Linked DNA regions of Sparus aurata: region 2 is linked to region 1. The links are chromatin contacts, called in public Hi-C maps. All regions are on one chromosome and are shown on one strand. Each heading gives the region's core, a stretch centred on a gene start, on an enhancer-like site or on the middle of the called end of the contact. The rest is flanking DNA. Distances are from core to core; before and after follow the strand shown. Region 1 holds the start of LOC115566946 (E3 ubiquitin-protein ligase rnf146-like). Region 2 holds the start of LOC115567674 (double-strand-break repair protein rad21 homolog A-like).

Region 1 (3,922 bases), core at 3-2,502:
CACCCAGATGCTTTTTAAGTTAAGACGCAACAAAAGATCAATCACAGCGGTTTCTTTTCAACTAATTCAGTGCCCCCAGTTCACTTCATTTTTGCCGCAAAATCCTCGCCCTTCTTGATGGAAGCCTTAAGCTCATCCATGGCGTCAGCCACCAGCTTCTCCTCAAAGGCAGTCAGCTTGCCCAGCCCGAGGTTCTTCTCTATGCCGCCCTTCCCCAGGAGGATAGGTGTGGAGAAGTACTTGCACTCTGTCTCCTCGGACCTGACATAGGCGCACTCCACCACACCTTCCTTTCCATTCATGGCGTCCAGGACGGAGAAGGTGAAGCGGGCCCCAGCGTAGGCCATGGAGAGGGTAGCAGATCCAGCTCCAGCCTTGGCCTTCACCACCTCTGTGCCAGCCTCCTGGATCCTGCCAGTCAGAGCAGACAGCTGGTCGGCAGGGAACTCCACCTTTGGTGTGCACTGGGAAATGAGGGGAATGATGGTCTTGCCTGCGTGACCTCCAATGACTGGGACGTTGACACGAGCTGGGTCAAGGCCTTTAAGCTCTGCAACGAAGGCGTTTGCTCTGACAATGTCCAGCGTTGTGACACCAAACACTCTGTTGGGGTTGTACACTCCATGCTTCTTCATGACCTCTGAAGTAATAGGGACGGTGGAGTTGACAGGGTTGGCAATGATGCAGATCACGGCCTCGGGGCAGTTGCGGGCGCAGGCATCGGCCAAGGTGGCTACAATGGTGGCGTTGGTGTTGAAAAGGTCATCACGAGTCATGCCTGGTTTTCTTGGCACACCGGCGGGGATCACCACGACGTCGCAGCCCTTCAGAGCAGCATCCAGCTGGTCGGGACCCATATGGCCGGTTACCTGGGCCCTCGTCTCGATGTGGCTGAGGTCCGCAGCCACTCCGGGGGTGTGAGCGATATCGTACAGGGAGAGTTGACTCACCAGGGGGCTATTCTTCAGGAGCAGAGAGAGCGGCTGGCCTATGCCGCCTGACGCTCCCAGCACGGCCACCTTGGCGTTGTTCTGGGTAGAGGTGGACAGGCTCCGAGCGAGGCTGACGGTAGGTCTGACGGCGCGGGAGAACATTTTGTTTCTGTGACTTCTTTTATTACTTAAATGAAAACAAAAGTACCTGAAGAGCCCCTCTCCTCTGTGACACCAACGTCCTCTAGCCACGAGCGAACAGGAAGACTGCTAACTGACATGCGTGGAGGATATGGAGGCAGTCGTGCGATGTTACGTCAAATTGCGTCAGCGCGTACTGTTACGTCGTCGTCTTTATTTCAGCCTCTTTTTGGGGAGGAAAACAAAGCCAGTTAACAGTGGAAGTCGGTAAATCAGCGTCGTTATACGAGTTATAACAGTACACCTGACCAACACCGCAAAATACAACGGTACGGTACGTAAGCTGACGTTGCCTCGTCTCCGTCGCGAGAAAATGCTCCTCCTAGCTGTTTATGTCGCCATGCTAAAATAAGCTAGCGCCGTCAGATGATCTCCGTCTATTTGCTGGAGCCAGTGAGCTGCCATCAGCCTAGCCAGCGTTAGCCACAACAGGTCTTATTGTTATGGTCGCTTTGCCAGTCGAGAGATCCCTTTGTAACGTTACTGTTTGACTTCTAGCTGTACGCGTAACGGAAACATCAAACTGCTTTCCTTTTTTCGCTGCTTTGCTATGTATCTGGCGTTAGCTAAACTAGTTTGCTTGTAGACTGTCACCAGTGAATGTGAATATTAGATCGTTAGCTGTTGATTTGAGTCGAGTAACGTTAGCTGTGCTCATCACAGCTCTGTCATAAGGCCAGCTGGGGGAACGCAAACTTGCAACTGTGGCTGACACAGTTCACTACTTGTAGTCAGACAGTTAACAGAGCAGCCCTTTGTTCCACAGACTTATGTAAACCCTTAAGGTTTCATTTCAGTCAATGTTAAGTGAATTAACGCTAACTTGTAGCTAATCCGTTTTAACATCATGGTTTACGTGCAACCTGTTTGTTACATAAAGCAAGGTTGTCAAATAATGGATAAAGAAGGAAAATGTTGATATTGTGTCAAAATTGTACATAATTTCAGGACAGTCTGAAAACAAATGCGTTCTCACCGACTTCTCTTTTCCTTTTGGCAGTGGCAAGTTTGAAGGTCCATCAGCTCTCCTCATGATACATCAGCATTAAGGCTATTTCCAGTAAGTATTATATATCATGGATGTCAGCCTTGTTCCAGGTCACAGGTGGCATAAAGATTAATGTATCATTTGATATTTGTAATTGTTAGTTTGGCTTCGAGGAATTGCATTTGAGTGCTAAATATGATCGTGACACCAACAGCAAATAAAGTGTTTTTTATTGCAAATGATATACCTCACCAGTCAAAATAATCAGTATCTTGAATAGTAATTTCTCCTTTTCAAAATGAAAAAAAAAAAAATCCCTAACATGCTTACTATAATCTGTATTATGATTGTCCCCTTTCCTCAGTACTTCCTAAGGATGGCTAGTTGTGGGGAGGTAGACCACTCTGTTAGCTCTCTTCCATCCAGTAAGAAAGGCAGCAACAGTGGTGGTGGAAGTGGGAACAGTGCAGAATCATCATGCTCTGGCTCCAGCAACTCATCCCCAGCCCTGTCTGTACCGGAGTGTGCCATCTGTCTGCAGAGCTGCGTCCACCCAGTCCAACTGCCATGCCATCACGTCTTTTGTTTCCTGTGTGTGAAGGGAGCCTCCTGGCAGAGCAAGCGCTGTGCTCTTTGCAGACAGGAAGTGCCGGACGACTTTCTGGAAAGGCCCACGCTTCTCTCTCCGGAGGAGCTGAAGGCGTCGGCGGGAGGTCGGGCCGGAGCAACAAGTGACCACGCCTGGTATTATGAGGGCCGTAATGGTTGGTGGCAATATGATGAGCGAACCAGCCGCGAGCTGGAGGACGCTTTTTCCAAGGGCAAGAAAACAGCCGAAATGCTGATAGCTGGTTTTTTGTACGTAGCCGACTTGGAGAACATGGTGCAGTACAGGCGCAATGAGCACGGCCGTAGACGCAAGATGAAGAGAGACATTTTGGATATCCCGAAGAAGGGAGTGGCGGGACTGCGTTTGGACTCTGAGGGGGTTACTGGGGCCATTGGGGCAGCAGGTCGAGAAAACTCTGCTGATGGGGCTGACACCACAGTAGCAGGAGTGCAGCAACAGGTCACAGGTATCCCGTCTACTGTCACAGCCCCTCCAGCCCCTGCCAGACCTCCCACATCCCTCGGTGGACAGCCTGGCAGCAGCAGCAGCAGCCCCACTCTGGAGGATGCTCTCTCGCAGCTGCAGATCAGCCTAAGACCCACACCGCCTCAGGAGCGAGCCGAGGTGGGGGAAGGAGAGGAAGAAGACGAGGAAGAGGAGGCCTCGCCCTCCAGGTCCTCCGATCCTCACACCTCTGTGGACGAGTCTGGCTCTGGAGACTGGAGCGACGACGAGGAAGAGGAGGACGAAGAAGAAGAGGGGGGAGATGGAGAGCGCGTGGAGCCTTGGGAGGGGAGGCCACGGAGGCAAAGACTGAATCCAGAGGACAGAGCCCCTCCTGGGGCAGAGTCCGCCTCTCCCTCTTCCTCATCTAGTAGTAGTGGAAGGTCCAGAATGCCCGATGGCCAGTGTACAGTGACTGAAGTGTGAAGTCATCATCGAGCCCATCATCACCAAATGGCTATGTTCCATTTAATTAATTTATTCCTCACTGTATGCTGCCGTTCACTCGGTCACGGATGTGGGCGGACTGCTTGATACAAGCGAAATCAAGTGCAACATACTCCATGTTTTTAGGTAAACAACTCAATCTTAGCAATCAAATTTGGTGCCTCTGTTGGGCTCACAATGATCTGGATGTATCTGTGCGGTTTTGTTTTGTCTGTCTCAGCCTGTCAATAGAGGCAATGT
Region 2 (3,731 bases), core at 761-3,260, 180 kb after region 1:
GAATGACGCATAAAAGGTGAGAGTATCTTCTTCCATAGAATTTTAAGACATGTGCAGTAATTTCCAAACACCGCTGCAAAGAGAAGCAGTTTCATTACAGAAGTGGAGAAGGGGCTTCCCGTGGCGACATAATTGAATACGTTAAGATTACACATTATGGCACCATTAGCCAGAAACAATTCATTTCACAGGATTAAAGGAATCTAATTCCTCCATCAGATAAAAAATCTGTCACTGCTTTTAGCCCACATATTTTCCCAGCGTGTTTGTGTGTGCACATAAAAATGCTTCAATAAAAAATGTCATACAGCTGTTTAGATAATAATATGCCCCTGTTTTTGGTATGCTGAGATAAACAGGTGTTCAGACTTTGTGACTCACAACTTGTACATCAACAAAGTAGCTCAGCTTTAGAGGCTGTTTGGATGAATCCGTCACATGATAACAGCAGAGAGCAATCAGCTATCTGGAAAAAAAAATATCTTAACAGATGGCATTCTAAAACTGTGTCACCATCCAGACATGGCTGTGCAGTGTTAAAATGAGTCATATGTCTAGTTCTGTGTATGCTGCACAGGACTTACACAAAGGAGACTGATTTAATGTGATCATATGTAAATTGGTGATGCACACTGAAAGTCTCCTCCCAATTTAAAATTGAACTCCGCTTAAAATTCATTATTGTCTCATTTACATCTGTTGGCTTTTAATAGAGGAATCCTGTTTAGTAATTTGGCCTACAGCAATAATTCATTAAAGCTCACAATGAGCCTGTTTGTGCATAAGAACGTTCATCTGATTGATTTTGGAGCATATTTGCACACATTAAATGCATTTAGTGAATTATTTCTCCACTTACTGCCAGTGTTATTATCATGTTATTATGATGCATTATCACTCAGCTCAAGTGCCTCCTGTGACTTTACCTTGTTTTCCATCTACATTGCCACTGCAGATATCCAGCTATGCTTACACTGACTGATTTGACAAATCCAGACTCAAACACAGCTGATTGTAAGAACTAAATGTCATCTTACTCTGCTGTGGGAGCCTCGGCTATCTACCAGCCTTCCTACTACAGTGACATGGAGCCCTGCTGCTAGTAAATCATAAACATGCTCAACTGGCAGCAGTTCTCTTGCAACAGATGCTGTAGCCTATGAGACAAATCGGCTTTACTGCATACCAATTTTGCAATTGGATTGTCGATGAGTTAGTATCTCTGTGAGGCATGTTTCTCTTCATCTCTGTATCTAACATACTGTATGGAGATTGTTGTCTGCAGTCTGCGTGGATCCAGTTCCCTGTTAGTTACTCTGTTCACAGAACTGACTCTGTTAAGCTGGTAGTTTCAGAGCTATCTCCTCATGTTAATACTGTGAATCCTATTAAATGTTTCTCTTCACATTGTGCTTAAATCCAGTAAGGCAGGTCAGTTAGGCGGCATGCACAACAGCAATGCCCCGTACCTGAGACATGTAAATGAAACTCGAGTTATTGATTGCACCTGTGTTTCCCTGCTATGATATGGCAAAACGTGGGAGACCATAGTTTGTTTAAGCCACTCCCTTGACGCACAGATGTGAGTCACAGTAGGCCAATGTCATAACCAGTGTTACAACATGGGACCTGTTTTTAAAAGATTAGGGTCCAGATGGGACATTTGGGGAAAGCAGGCATACAATCATTATTATTATTATTATTTTTAAATGCAATACCCAGAGTGCACACAGCAATCTCAGGAAGAGGTGAACCCTCCAATAAAACTAAAAGGAGTATTATATAACAACAATATAATATTGATATTAAAACAAATGTATTGGATTCATCATCCCTTGAATGCGTACTCTGTTAAACACAACACTGTATTTTTATAATATTACATTAATCTATCAGCCGGTGTGTCTGGTGAACACTGTGCCACAGCGCCCCCTATCTGCGCTCGGTGCTCACGGCGGGCTGTCCGTCAGCGCTGGCCTCCTCAGCAGACTCCTCCTCCGCCATTTTTGACTGTAAACATCCTGCCGATTTTAAAAGGACAGCGGTGAGCGGGAGGAAGGCGACTGGCGCCATCTTGGCTGTTTTAATGAGTACAACAGGGGAGAATTTGCTGGGAGAAATAACATAATTATTGGACTTTCACTCTAGAAGGGGTACTGTCGGTAAGTGCGTCTGCAGAGGGAATATTTGCGCGCTGTTTTGTGTGTTTTAAGAGGCGAAATCAGCATGCACGTTTGTGTTCATTTGACGCGGCCTTCATTGTACGATGAGCCGTTAGCCACCAGCTAACGATACAGTTCTGCTGGTAGAGGGAAAAAAGTATGAGTATGAGATGGGCGCCTCGTTACCGTGTGCTTTGCTTTCTTTTCATGGGCGAGTTGTTTTTTTGTCCGCCGTTGAGAAACGCTATAATTCTACTTCGGTGAAGTTACAACGGTGTAAACATGTTCAAAATAAACGCACAGCATACGATCTCATTGCTCCTTTTGTAGTTAGCTGGCGGCTAATTTAGTTCGTCCCACTTGATGGCGCCGACTATTTACTGGCGTTGACCACCCCCTTGGCGCTTTTAACGTATTATGCAATATTAAGTAAATTCATAACTTTAACTTATCGCTTGGTTATGTAACTGCTATTTAAGAATGAATGGTTGGATTAAGTAGAGTAAGAGAAGAGCAGACATGTGGATTTCCAACGTTTGCCTCCCTGACTGGGAAATAGGCGGAACTTGAGTGAAGTCAGCGCTTGTTTTGATAAAACCACATTTTCTGATTATCATGCCGTGCGTTGGTATTTTACAATGAATAATATTAACGATCGTTGTCCATTAAGCAAATGAAGATGGGAAAGTGCTTTGACGGAGCTGTGTTGTTTTGATGGTCAGCGTTATAGGTAAGCTAGTAAGCCTCCATCGTATGATTAAGCTAGCTAACGTTAGCGTGAGTTAACTGTTAAAAGTTTCTTTGAGAGACAACACACCCTCATCCTGTGCGATGATTCTCAGGCTAGTAGTTGCTGAAACCCAAACTTATCCAAATATTGATTTAAACAAATCTGCGTCTTGGTGATATCTTTCCTTGATCAACTGATAATCGCTGCATTGTTACAGATCAGTCACAAGTTCGAATGCCTGGCTATTCTGATCAGTGTTGCATCAGCAGGATTGACCACTCACTGGTCCCTGGAAAGTTGGACCATGACATAGTAAAAAAAAAAAAAAAAATCAGAACTTGGATAAACATATCCAAGTGTAATTTAAATATAGAGCCGGGCTAATACTCGAATTTAAGATATTGTTCAATCGGTATTCACACGTTTTTGTATTCATCCATGAAATGTAATAATGAAACACCTGTGACAAATATATGTAATGTAAGGAGGATAGTTTACAATTTAACATGAATCTTCATTGTCTGAAATTGCATCAGTGCACAGAAACGGTTATCTTCACTAGGAGTAGGAGCATCTTTTTCTGCATTAGAAACTCAGAAAGAAGATAAATGCATAATATCAAAGTATATCAGACAACATAAATGCTGATACTGATGTACCTGTGACAGGCCAATGTTGTCCAACCCATATATCAGTGGGCCTCTAATTCAAAAGCATTGATTCAATGTAACAATCTTGCTACATCAGCGTTGTTAACGAATCGATCCCATGTCATTAATCGTCAGGGATAGGGTTTACACTTTATTTGGATGATGCTTTGCTGATAGTTTAATCATCCA

Evidence for each region. A called contact is a pair of places that touch in the nucleus more often than the background predicts.
Region 2: a Hi-C map of an unstated tissue shows a contact between it and region 1, with 11 times the contacts expected there. The contact joins the promoter of LOC115567674 here to the promoter of LOC115566946 in region 1. A contact is called at or near these places in 2 of 2 Hi-C or Micro-C datasets (skeletal muscle and an unstated tissue).

What each region holds. Positions count from the first base shown.
Region 1 is chr17:14,043,512-14,047,433 of fSpaAur1.1, forward strand. It overlaps LOC115566946 (E3 ubiquitin-protein ligase rnf146-like), which reads left to right and starts at 1,253. Exons shown (of 3, transcript XM_030393029.1): 1 at 1,253-1,402; 2 at 2,134-2,193; 3 at 2,486-3,922. The coding sequence starts at 2,498. The coding sequence ends at 3,661. mdh2 (malate dehydrogenase 2, NAD (mitochondrial)) reads right to left here and starts at 1,223. Exons shown (of 1, transcript XM_030393032.1): 1 at 1-1,223. The coding sequence starts at 1,094. The coding sequence ends at 81.
Region 2 is chr17:14,223,745-14,227,475 of fSpaAur1.1, forward strand. LOC115567674 (double-strand-break repair protein rad21 homolog A-like) reads left to right here and starts at 2,011. Exons shown (of 14, transcript XM_030394493.1): 1 at 2,011-2,162.